Regions from separate parts of the Mus musculus genome. Here region 2 is linked to region 1. The links are chromatin contacts, called in public HiCAR-type maps. All regions are on one chromosome and are shown on one strand. The core of a region is the stretch at or near the end of the contact, and the rest is flanking DNA. Distances in the headings are between cores, read along the strand shown. Region 1 has its middle 26 kb from the start of N4bp2l1. Region 2 holds the start of Rfc3 (replication factor C (activator 1) 3).

Region 1 (6,573 bases), core at 2,106-4,605:
CCAAAGGGGTTCCATGGGAACCCCCATACAATCCAGGCTGTTGCTCTCCACAAACAGATTCATTGACTATGGAGAAATCCGGCTGGTGCCGACATGGAGCCTTCACTCCTTGTTCTAGCATCTTTGGTACAGGAAGGTGCTCTGTACACTACCAAAGGAGACGTGTAAACACCAGCTGAGCCACAACCTCCTGGATAAACAACGGTGTCCTGCCTGCAAGCTATGCTAGGGCAATGGTAGCACAAAGCTTGTGGGAGTGACCAGCCAATCGCTGATTTGATTTAAGGCTCACTCCATGAGATGGAACCCACACCCATCAGTGCTTGGGTGACCAAGGACCATAGACTAGACAGCCCTGGGGCCTGGGGGGTAAAAACCAAATGTTACTGTTTTAGAGAAAAGAAACATAACAGTAAGATTAGCCCTAGTGACATTCTGCTGTACTCACTGTGCCTTGCTCAGCCATCATCAGAGATGCTTCCTCCTGCAGCAGATGGGGACAATTACAGACACCCACAACCAGACACGCAGAGTGAGACCTCAGAACAGTCACCCCTAAATGCAATGTCTCCATCAAACCCCTGCCCTCAGGACCCAGGGAAACCCCTCCAAGAGGAGGCAGATAGAGTGTAAGAGGCAGAGGGGGATAGAGGTCACTAAGGACACAAGGCCCTCTGAGTCAACACGATCAAGGCTCTTGTGAACTCTTATGAGGCAGCACACACTAGGCCTGCATGAATCAACATCAGGCCCTCTGTGCGTCTATTACAGCTCCCAGATTCGTGTTTTTATGGGATTCCTAAATGTGTGGATGAGTGGGTCTTTGATGCTTGTGCCTTCTCTGGGCTCTTTTCCTTCTGTTTGTTGGTCATGTCCAATGACAATGTGTTAGTTTTTGTTTTTTTCTTATTATATTTTAGTTTACTATTTTTTAAAAAAATGAGTACTGAATGAACTGATATATTTGTGCTGCTGGTGAAATATCATCTAATACCAGAGCTGAAATATAGCAGTTCCTACATCAGTGCAGGTACTTATCATGCGTGTGCATCCCTCCCATGCACACCAGTCCTGTCTGCAGAATGGAACGTGTGGAAGATTGAAAAAGGCTTCTTGCTCTTGCCCCATTCGTCCTTATTACTTAGACTGTTGGTGTATAACTTGCATACAGGTTGGTATACATGAAGATAAAGCAGGCCCAATGGCTCTTCCACGGTGTGCTCCTGGACTGAGTTCTTCCAGTCACAGGCACTGCGGCTCAATGGAGCATGTCACAGCACAGGGGGAGCAACACGGCTTAAAGCCATGCTTCAGGATACAGTTCTCACTGTTTGACTCACTGCTTTCTGGGAAGACCCTAGCACACATATTGCCAGAGAAGCAATCTGGAAACTGACTTTTGTGATGGGCCAGCTGACTCCTTGGATATTTCTGTATCCTCTGAGCCCTATGTCTGAAAGGTTGGAGCCATTGGCCACAGAAATCACTGTCACTTTCTGTAGGCTTTGCCTTTTTTTTTTGCAAAGAGGTGATCCAGTCTCGTTTCCCCGGTTGCCCCGCCCTCCAGTCTTGGCTTTCCCTTTTCCCCTTGTCTACACATGCTTCATTAAGTTACACATGCGCGTGTGGAGCTATGTGGTGTTGCTCCTTTGGTACTGGAGCTCACACCTATGACTGCTGAGCTACACACCCAACAGCTGATTACCAATTAAAAGCATCTATGTGAATGGTATGTTCCTGTCTTCAGTCTTCATTTATAAAATGCTACAAAATTACTACTTCCTGGATGCTGCTGAGTAGGGCAAGTTCCCTGGCCCTTCAACAGCTAAAGGAGTTTCATATTTTTATTTAAAGTCAGAATGTGGGTACAAAACCAGGTGGCTAAAAATGCGTCTATTTTCAATCATGCTCCATGTTTTTAATGCATGAAGAAAATCAACCTTCACATAACTGCCTTAGAACCCCTATAGATTTCTCTTCACAGACAGGTTGACAGCGATGAAGCATCAAACCTACCATTACTTCACCTGCCACTCAGAGGCAAGATTCAGGTATGGGAAAGAATGACTGAAAGACCGGAGTCCTGGAGGCACGAAGTCCTCACCCTTCCATTGTCTTCAGGAGTAAGTGGATTTACCTCTGAGGACTTCCTTGACAGCTGAAAGAGAAGCCCTCCCTATACATTTAGCTAACAGTCCAGTTTTGTAGCCTGTCACATACTACCAAAGAGAAATCAATAATGATGTTTAGTATCAGTAATCTATTAAAAAAAAAGGAGGGGGGAGAAAACAAGATGTATTCTCTCCATCCTGTAGGAAGCGGAGAAAGCCCTGACTGAAGCCCTAAGCCAATGTGTGTGTTGACATGAACTAGATCTGCCAAAGGTCCCAAAGCCACAACCCAGGAAGGAATGCCATAGCCACTCCCCTGGGGTGAGGCTTAGAGGATGGCAAAGCCTTCACTGGGGCCCAAATGGGATTGTTGACAGTGTGCAGAAAAAAGTCTATAATAGCTTTCTTCCCCTGGATGTTTACTGTCTAAAGACTGCTTCTCTACAGACATCCCCTGCCAAATTAGATAAACCTGTCTCCTCGCTCAGCTGTATGTAATACACCTCCATCTTTGCCCAACTGTATGCACTAACTCTGGATGTCTGCTCAACACTACAATAAACACACCGAGTTAAGTGCTGTGCTTTTTCTAGCCACGAGTCTGGACGACCTGATCCCAGCTTTCTGTTCATCGGTCTGCCTGTCTGTGTGTCTTCTTTATTCTCTCACTGCCCTGGTGTAGTGTGATGCAAAAGTTATGACTGGGCAGCGACTGGAAAAAGACTAATGACTCAACTGTCACATAAATTCAGAGAGAAATGTTTAGGTTTTGTTGTTATTGTTGTTTTCTTTTTCTGGTAGTAAGCAATCAATTCAGGTCCTAGCACAATCTAGGCAAGCCCTCTCCTCTGTTACTACGAGAGCGCCTTTCCTTGTTTGATTTGCTTTTTTGAGACAGGGTCTTACTAACGTGCCAGCCTGGCCTTGAACTCACTGCGTAACTTGTCCTCTTCTGCTTCTGCTTCCCGTGTGCCAGCTGACAGGCGTGTACCATGTCCTGCCACGTTTAGTTTCTCCTAGCCTGGATGTTGGAGAGTTGAAGACTAAGAGGTGATTCTGTCACAGGATCTGGGACACCAGGTGACAGAAGCCACCCTGACAGATGTCTCACCCCAGTACCTTGAGATATTTATGATCACCAAAATTAAGACAAATAGTCAACTCAATTAAGTGTGCAGTAGCTGAAGTAAGCTACACCTAACCACGATCAAAAGAGCGCCATTCTCTGGATGTGGTTCCTACTTTCTTCTGCTAGAAAGCACCAACAGATGTTTCTCCTCGGTTTCTGTTCCCCTCTCTATTGTAGAAGACATGAACCTTACTTTGGAAATGGCTTTACCCACTTCTCAGGACATCAGGTTCCCAAGCCTTTTCCTTGTTTGTCTCTGAGAAGCAGGAGTCCCCAACGCAGAGAAACAGCAAACTGCACTACTAACATGGTCAGAAATGTTTACTCACTAGGGTAACCCCCTCCCTGCATTTGTCTTAGGCAGTTACCAAACCAATGCCAATAGGTGCCTCAGCCTTACAACAATATAATGTGTTTAACCTCCCAGTTGGTAAGATATCCAGAGGCACTGTTTCTGCTGTTACAGGGCAACGTAAATTGTTACCTTACAGATGTTAACACAGGAAGACTTTTGCTACTGTTTACAAGATAAAGAAGTTGTGATTGCACTGTTTAAAAAAAATCTTCATAGATTTTGACAGTAATTGCAGGTGTATTGGATAAAGTATTATTGTATAGTTTGGTGTATTGACCTGTTTTTTAATTTTTTTCACTTTTAGCATATGGGTGGATTTTTTTTTTTTTTTAAAGACAAAGTTTCAGGTAATTCAGACTGGCCTCAAATTTGCTATTTGGTCAAGGATAACTGTGAACTTCTGATCCTCCAGCCTTCGTATTCCAAGTGCTGGGATTACAGTTATGTAGCACACTGAGTTTTGTGGAGAGCTGGTATTGACCTTGGATGTTGCACATAAACAGGCAAGCCCTCTACTGACTGAGCTCCACTGCTACCTTGGGAAATTTTCAAAATCTACTCTTAACTAGACTGAGTAGTATCTGTTTAAAACAGGTGAGCATGACTCACTGCTGCTAAAGTTTCAAGGACTTCTTCAGTGGTTCCTCTTTTCTGGTTCCTGGTGGTCTACTCTGATCACTTCTCTAGAACACGGCTTTCAAACACCGTGATTGGCAGTTCTTCAAATGGGTGACAAATAGAACCTGTAAGGGGAACTCCCAAGTTTTGGGAAGAGAGCCTCTTTCGTCAGTTCTACTGAAGCAGAAGAGGCTGAGACTCACAGAAGCCTCCTACCTTATGTGCCAAATATGCTCCTGTCTTCCCCTCACTTACCCACATTTGTATTTCCAGCTCAGACTTCTCTGGATTATGAACACATTCAGCACCTGCCTGGATGTCTAGAATGTAGCTCAAGCTTATCATGTCCCAGACTATCTTTCCCTTCCCAAATGTGCTCTCCTGCTGAACACCTAACCTACAATAACTCCCCACTCACCTTCTCAGCCTATTACTTGTCTAATTCAATCATCTGTCTCCTCTAGTCAACCACTTCTCACACATCCACACATCCACTCTTAATTTCATTATAACTGTTTTTAAATGTTGTTTGTATACATGTGTGTGCTGTGCAGGAATTCAGTGGCGGACACTGGTGTCCTACATTCTCTCTTTCTCTCTACCTTGAGACAGGGTCTCTCACTGAGCCTGCAGCAGGCAGCAAGCCCAAGTGATTCTTTGATCACCAACCCCTACAGCCACCATGGTTACCAATGCACACGACCACATCTGGCTTTTTACATGGGCTCTAAGGATTTAAACTCAGTACCTCACATTTGTGCAGCGATAGAGTTCTTACCTGCTGAACCATCTCCCTAGTCCTCTTGACTTAAGTCACAGTTATCTCTTATATGGGTTACTGCAAGTTATACCATCCTGTTGCCATTCTTGTGTCACTAAAGTCATTCCTAAAATGGCAGTTGGGCTGGATTATGTCTTAAAACATGGGTTACTGACACTATCCCTTTGCTCAGAACTCAGTGGCATCCCTTCTCAAGTGTGGTAAAGTCCATAGTCCTTCAATTTTTGAGACCTCAGATTATCTCATTTCTTGTTTCTTGACCTGCTTCTTTATTCTGCCCTACTGACTTGAGTCCAAGCTAACTGGTTTCTTTGCTTTTCTTTGACTGCAGTCTCAGCTCATCAAGACCCTGAGTGAAAGATTCTGCCTAAAATGGTCCTTCACTGCTCTCTGCACCTTTGCTCTCAGGTTTCTGTTTAGATGTTGGCAGCCAGCCATTCCCTTGAGCCTTGCCTTTGTGCTCACATTCACTCGACTTCACCACCCTTCCTGGTGGGCCATGTGCCCTGTCTACAGCAGGGGCTGCTTCTCCAATCTCACTGGGGAAAGGCAAAGGCCATTTGTTTTGCCTCTGCTAGATCTCTACCACACAGAACAATGCTGATACTGTAAGTGCTCAAGAACTTCTATAGCATGACCAGACTGATCTCCTGCCACTGAGTTTGGTGAGTCAGCTGCCACTGCCTATACCTTTTCTATATTCTTGTCTAGTTGCTAAATCCCACTTGTAGATGACTTAGTCATTAATTCCTGTGGAAATTCCTGAAGCTGACACTGCACTTTTCCCTCTATCTGTTAATTATCTTCCATTAAACAGTGAAAACGTAATTTCACTGTTACGCATTTATTTACACAACAAACGTTTACTGCCTCTTTTCACTACAGGCGCCAACCAGAAAGACTTTTTTCCTGTCCTCAAATTTTAGCTTCCACCCATTCCTCTTCCACAGCAAGTACTCTTAGGAAAAAGCATTCTGAGTTGTGCATGGTGGCCCATGCCTGTAACCTCAGCACTCAGGAAGATCTCAGGTGCAAGGCTACTGTGGGCTATTCAGTAAGTTCTAAGGAGTCTGGATTACAAAACAGAAACAGCAACAAAACACAAAGGCTTTCTTCTTTTCCATACTTTCCACATTTTCAGTAACTAGGCTACTTTTTCATGGGCCCTGGGCCATTTCCCCAGTCTGAACTCAGTGTATACTTACCATGCTTTTCCCTGGTTTTGGCCTATGGATTCAATCTTTATGCCTCTGCTGAACTTTCACAACTAGAGTAAGAATAAATGGAGAGAATTTCCCTCTGCTCTCTTCTTACCAAGCCCATGTCTTTCAAGGGCAATCAAGACAGTGAAGGGAGGTTCTAGTCCAACCTAGAAAATTATCCCTCCCAGGCTGGGTGTCATGGTGCATACATGTAAATACTCAGAGGGGGAGGCAGGAAGATCAGGAGGTCATGGTTATTCTCAGCTATATAGTGACTAAGGAACCAGCCTGGACTATATGAGAAAGTGTCAAAAATGGGGAAGGAGGAGGAGGAAGAAGAGGAGGAGAAGGAAGGAAGAAAGGAAGAAGAGGGAAAG
Region 2 (6,773 bases), core at 4,159-6,658, 1.0 Mb after region 1:
GATACCTGATAGTCTACTTTTATAAAAGAACAAATCAGATTTACAGAAGAATATTTTTAATTTTTTTAATTTTATAATCAAACAAGACTAAAAAACACTGGTCAAAATGAAGTTAACTTAGGACGTCTATACGTCCTTAGAACATCCAGCCTTTACCATTGATAACAAAGCTACAAGACAAGGAGGTGTTGCTCTACACTGTAAGTTTTAAGTAATCTGTTAATACTCTGGAAAGCTCTGTTACAATCATCACAGCAGGTGGGTACTGCCAAGAAGAGACTATGGAAGCACATAGAGGAAGATTGCATCTGGCTACAGTCAAGGCTAAGACCAGTCAGTCAGCCTTAAGTGGTTCAGGAATGGTGCAAGGGACAAATCCAACTTTCAAACTTTTATCCTATTATCCATCAGTTTCCAAAGGATGGCAGTAGCAGCGGGCTTTCATTTTAGATACACTCACAGACAAAGCAACCTTTACATCTAAGTCAAACTATATCCACATCTGTGCTGACAGGAACAAACAATGACAAAGAAGCAGCATCGTGCTTGAGTAAGAAAGGAGGAATCCATGACACTTGTCCCAGCGGTTAGGGCTCTGAACCCTAAACTGCCCACAGGACACATTAGAAATTGTAAGCAGATCACATAGGGCCCAATCTGTGGCTGAGAACACGGGACCCTGCAACAGTAACGTCTAGGGAAGTGGAGGTTTCTCAAAATGCTAAGGTGATGGATGCTCCACACAGAGCCCAGCAGCAGAAGCTAGCTGAGCAGAGCAGGAAACAGACAGGAAAAAGGATGTCAGTGGCAGGAACAGCAAAGGAGCAGAGATGGAAGCACAGGGCCATGGGCCTCACTGCTTTCTGAAAAGAAAACCCAGGACCTCCTAAGGACCAAACCTGAGAATCCCTCTCTGGCCTCCTACTTTCAAAGGCTACGGGAAAAATCTACTTTCTTTTAAAATTCACATTTTATAAAAAATAGTCAACAGGAAAGAAACACATTGAATTCAAAGGTCTAAGAAATACATTATTTTCAAGTAACCATGAATTTAATGGAAAAAACATGTTACTCTAACATGGGAAGCACAGTGACCAAGTTCCGACCGAGGACTCATAAAAAGCTAGGCATACACCTCAGTTCTAGTGGCACAGAGACAGGTGTGACCCTAGAACTCACTGTCCTATCAGCAGAGCTGTTCAATCACCTGCAGGTATCAGTGACAAGATAAAGAATGAGCTAGGAAGACAGGAGTGTCAACCTCCGTCCACGACATGCACTCACTCACATGTGTACTGTATGTTCTTTCTTATTTTACATGATCTGTGCTCCCGTTATCTTGCTCTGAAATGTCAAATAGATACCACAGACAGAAGACTGAACACCATGAGCAGAGACCAGGGCTTCCATTCATATGTCTTTTTTCTTTTTTTTTTTTTCTGACAGGCCTCTACATGCAGGCCTGGCTGCCCTAGAGCTCACTCTATAAAACAGGCTGGCTTGGAACTTTCAGAGATCCTCCTGTCTCTGCCTCCCGGGCACTCAGATTAAGGGTGGGTGCAACCTTGCACAGCACGCATTCATTTGTACTCCAATGTAAAAGCACTGATGGTCCCCAGCCTCACAGAAAGCCCCTCACCTTTGAAGTCTCTTTGTGAGCTGGTTTCAAGTTGTTGTGACTGGGCCACTGTCTTCAGCATCTCCTGAATTACAACTCGGTCGCTGTTCCCCGCATCACTACACGACACCAGAATGATGGTCACATGGATGTAAACACTCACCAAGTATTGCACCCTCACTCTTAATCTGTTATTACGTGAACACTATCAGGAAGTTTGCTTTCTTCTGTTTGTGTTTTGCTGAAACTAGTAATATCTAATTACAAGTAGGAACCTTGAAACTTGAGATCTTTTAGGCTCAGTAGCAAATTTAAATTGTACCACCACTAAAAACATTGTGTCCTTACAGCAGTTTGTTCTTACTTTGACAGCAAAACTACAAGTTTAACAAGTATCTTGATAATGCCTTGATAGTAACAAGTACTTGAAACTGCACAACACAGTTTTCCTTTGCTAGCTACAGCTGGACCACAACATCTGGATGCTGGTGAGCACTTTCCAGTCACTATGGAGCAAACACACTTACTTTTATAATGTGATCCATTCCTAAGCTTTTCCTTGATGAATCCTCTCAGGGTTACACAGGGACTGCCACCAAATCCACATACACAAGAGCTCAAGACTCCTCCTTCCACTCCCTCCACTGCACTCATTCCTTTACATAGACACTCACCTCGGTGACATGGACCATGGTACCCACTGACCTAAGGGACCTCTGACAACAGTATTTTAGAAAAACTCTAAGCTGGAGGACAATGACTATATATATATTTTTTTTTTTCTAAATCTCTAATTACTTTCCTAAGAATATTCAGGAGCAGTTTACCTGGGATTAACTTCAAGGTGGTAGTTGCTTGCAATGGTGCTGATTTCAATTTTTTTTTTAGACGGGGTCTGTGAATGAAACAAGAATCGGTTCAACATTTACTTATTGGCTGTCTTCTTTTTATTTCGTGAATCACCAAATCACTACTGCCAACTATCTACAGTCTTCCATGTTAACACAGAAATAAAAGAAAAATATATTCATAGACTCATTGTTTCATGCAAAATTAATGTATAAAGAAAGAAATTTTCATACACACCTATTTTGCTTTTCTCACTGAATAATGTGTCTTTGCGATCTCTTTCAAGACAACTGGTGTGATGTCATGACAGTGTTATCAACTCATAACATGCATGTTCTACAACTAATTATCCTTATAGATTTTCACTTTGTTGGCACTGTGCATGTCTGTGCCACCTATCCAAGGACCCATCAGCTGAACAAGAAATTAACATGTCTGTAAGGAAACTCTTCCTTCATACACTTGCACCTGTGTATGAACTGTTCTGCCTCACCATGGGCCTCAAACACAAATCAACCGTCCACAGACTCGACTCGCTAAATCCTCTGAAAGTAGTACAAAGCTAAGACTCATGTTGGTGATTTGCCATAAAACTTGCTATTTCTATTTCTTAAAATTAATTCATCCCAATAGTCTCTCTCTCCCGTCGTCCCTTCAAATAAACCTACCTTGCCTTAATCTAGTTTATATTAAACAATTTAGGGATGAACTAATACACCCGTTTCACTTCTCTTCTTCATAACCTTATCTCATTTCAGAAATGTGTCCTCCATATGGGATTTAGGGTGGCATCATACACTTTTTCAACATTAGTATTCTGACTGAAATTTATACCGTAACTTGGGACAGAGACTTCTAAATATTAAGCCTCCCGTGTGAGAACATACTTTATATTTCTATTTATTCAGTTCTTTTGTCTTGTAGAATATTGTTTCTTCTGAGTTAATTCAACATCACCCTCCTGAAGATTTTATTAACAGCATGACCATCCCCACTAAGCATTTTTTCCCTCTGAACACAAAATATCATTACGACACTGTTATTAGATGCCATGAAGGCCTTGAAATTGACATGGCATATTCTCTCATCCCACTGAGGTAAAAGGTAAAAAACCATAACCAAGGCAAGCTACACACTATCATGTGTAAGGAACTGCCAGTTCTGCTGGGCTGAGGACACTTGAGAGAAGGGCATTTCAGGGACTGGGGAAATGGCTGAGTGAAATACACTTGTGGTGTGGACACATGCAAGTTTGATGACTCCGTATAAAAGCTGTAGCGCTGGTCCAATTGCAACTGTCTGTAATACCAGGGACCTCAGAGAGGTGGGCGGCAGAGACAGGAGAATCCCCAGAAGCTCCCAGGTCCGCCTGCCAGCTGGGCTTGGCAGAGTGGAAGGAAATCTCTGTCTTAAATACAATGGGAAAGAGGACTGGCAGCTAACAGTAACTCTACTCATGCCACCTTCACCCACACAAGCACACAGACACACAACTTCCTAAGTCACACACTAGTCACTGGCTAGTGGTGGGGAGAGATATACACATGACCAGGATTAAAAGTCCCCTCCAGAAACATCTGCTAAGCTTCAACCCAAGATGCTTACTGTGATAGTCTGATGCTCAATTCTCAGTTTTTCCACCCCGATACCATAAAGTTCACGTAGAATACACATAATTCTTGTCTTTTTTCCAGCACCTGATGGTCCATATACTAAGAGGTGAGGAAAGTCTCCACACTGCACCTAAGGAAAAAAAGAACAAGACATTATATCTTAGTTAAACTGGGTGAACTAAGTTAAACAAACCACTTTTAAAGTTCCAAGATATTCTGTTTACCATCCAGCTCCAACAGAAAATGTACCAAACTCTGGACACTAATTTAATCTAATTTACATGCACTAAATGCTTAAAAGTAGGCACTCCCTAAGTAAGCTATCTGAAGGGCCCGTTTGAAACTAAGGGATGACAGAAGGCGAACCCAATCTCTGTAACTAAGACAGATGCTTGTCTGGCCCGGGCTCCCCATAATGGTCCTCTTGCTCAGAAGCAGGTGCGCTGATTTCCTTGTAAGTTCACTTGGAAGAGACAGAAGAACTTCACACTAGATCAAGGTTGATCAATGCTATGGAAAAGACAGCAGTAACAGAGTGCCATCAAACGAAAGAGTACTATTAACATGGGGTCTTGATCTTGCCACCGGGAAACTGAACATTAAAGCTTTTGCAAGGAAAACCGGCACGTGTATTAACGAAGCATAATATTCTATTTCAAATTAGTGCATGCATCACGAACCAAAACCAAAACCAAACCTAAAACATATCTTCCACTTCACCCTCGAGTCTTCCAAAAGCTCTCATATGAACGATCGCGGCACTCGTTAAAATAATCTCTCCTTTTCAGAAAAGCCTTAGCTGTGATTCCGCAGTAACTAAGAACAGGGTCCGGGGCACAGTCACCTCTATCAGCTTCCCACCTAAGCTCTCTGTAGCGGGAGAGCCCATCAGGCATTTGCAGTAACACCGAGGCCCGGGCACACCCCCATCCCCGCCCCCTACCGCCGCTGCTTGCTCCTGATTCTCCACTACACTGGCCTTCTTCTGGTCCCCACACCAAGCCATTGAGGTTCCCGGCAGCAAACACACCGCACTTTGAGGAACGCGTCACTCTGACCCCCTCGCTAGCACCGGGGCGCCCGCCTCCTCCCTCCCTCCCTCCCTTCCCTTCCCTTCCCTTCCCTTCCCTTCCCTTCCCTTCCCTTCCCCGGGCTGTGCAGGAAGCTGCTGAGCAGGGCGGCTCACCAGGTTGCGCAGCTGTGCTGCCTGTTCCTTATGATAGTCCAGCCGGGCAAGGGAGCTCGGCCGGTACTTGTCCACCCAGAGGCTCATGACCGCTCCACAGTCGCACCAGCGGACCCGCCGCTTAGACAGTAGAGTTTTCCCGCGAGCGCGAAAGCGTGCGACGTCACTTCCGGCACCCGGCGACTTCCGGATAGGGAGACTGGGCAATCTCAACCGGGAGTGGAGCAGTCGCTGCAGTTCCCACTTCCACCACTGCACCAACAGTCGCTGGATTTACCGGGCAGTGGCTGCCTCTTTGTTCTCACCCTGTAACATTTTAGAAAACATTCGAAGGAATTAAAGATGTATCTCTGACATTCAGGTTCGTCCAATCTGAGTTCTTAGGGAAGGAAATTCCCTCCATTTCATTCTTTCATTTATTCACTGATTCACAACTTCATTCTAATTAGTGCTACATAATCTGTTATCTTTATTAGTAGAACTGCTTTTCTTTAAAATAATAAACAAACTCCAATATTCAATGAGCATTTGCCTACATGCCTCTGTGAACTATATGTTCTGAACTAGGAAAGTAAAGGAAATAGAAAGTAAAGGAAATCAGAAGCGAAAGTACCCAGAAGCATGACAGACAACGTCCAAAGACAGGTAGTTCATGGTGGATCCTAGGGTATATTCTTTTAATCTAAAAGATTGAAAGAATGTGAAGAGAACATAGAAAAAAAAAAAACCTAGGTTTACTTGTTTTCACAAATACAACACACAGATGCCCCCAATAACATTTAGATCCCCAATAACATTTCGGTGTGTGTCCCAGGCAATATTTGCAATGAAATTAATTTTTATCTGAAATTAGATTTTAATTGGTTGCCCTGTATTTTTTAACTTATAACCATACTTGGAATTCTTCAACTTGTGAGACCTGAGGAAGTGGCTGGGAAGGAAGGATAGAGTCCTCAAATCATAGCCAGAGGGCCAAGGCCAGAGACACAGCTCTGATCTGCTCCCTGCAGTAGCTTCAGAAGTTTCTTTCAGACACCTGAAAGCTTGTTGCTATGGTTAATCTTGGTCATCAGCTTGATGAGATTTGGAATCACTATAGAAACTACTATATAGGTATGTTCCTAGGGGCAATGGAGTAGTGCTGCCTCTGGATTCCAGAGTTTGTAAGCAGAGCAAGGCCTCTCACTACACACCAGCACGAAGCAGGGCACTGAGCCCTTAATCTGGACTGAGGTTGAACAAAAGGTATTTGAAGCTTTAGAAACAGCTCTAGCATTGACTCCAGCCCTAAAACTTCCAGATGTCTCAAAACTTTTTCATCTGTTTGTCCATAAAACAAGACAGAAGGGCTTTTAATCCAAATTTTGGGACCATGGAAACACCCTGTGATGTACCTGTCCAAAGGATTGGACCCTGTAGCCACAAAATGGTCCATCTGTCTAAGCTGTGATAGCTACTGCTAGATTATGTAAGCTAGCTCACAAGCTAAATCTGGGTCTAAATCTTG

The links. HiCAR-type assays count read pairs that join an accessible place to other places.
Region 2: a contact with region 1 is called in a HiCAR-type map of astrocytes, with 5 times the contacts expected there. The contact joins the promoter of Rfc3 here to the enhancer-like site in region 1. A contact is called at or near these places in 1 of 39 promoter capture datasets (embryonic stem cells) and 2 of 115 datasets of contacts at active chromatin or transcription factors (astrocytes and large pre-B cells).

Annotation. Positions count from the first base shown.
Region 1 is chr5:150,617,531-150,624,103 of GRCm38.p6, forward strand. It overlaps a transcript of N4bp2l2 not described here. Among named protein-coding and RNA genes, the nearest start is that of N4bp2l1, 26 kb to the left of the region's middle. Within about 2 kb of position 3,356, at least 56 of the 459 cell types and tissues checked have an H3K27ac peak or open chromatin away from gene starts, as enhancers often do.
Region 2 is chr5:151,645,800-151,652,572 of GRCm38.p6, forward strand. It overlaps Rfc3 (replication factor C (activator 1) 3), which reads right to left and starts at 5,409. Exons shown (of 9, transcript NM_027009.2): 1 at 5,267-5,409; 2 at 4,073-4,210; 3 at 2,446-2,513; 4 at 1,640-1,737. The coding sequence starts at 5,353.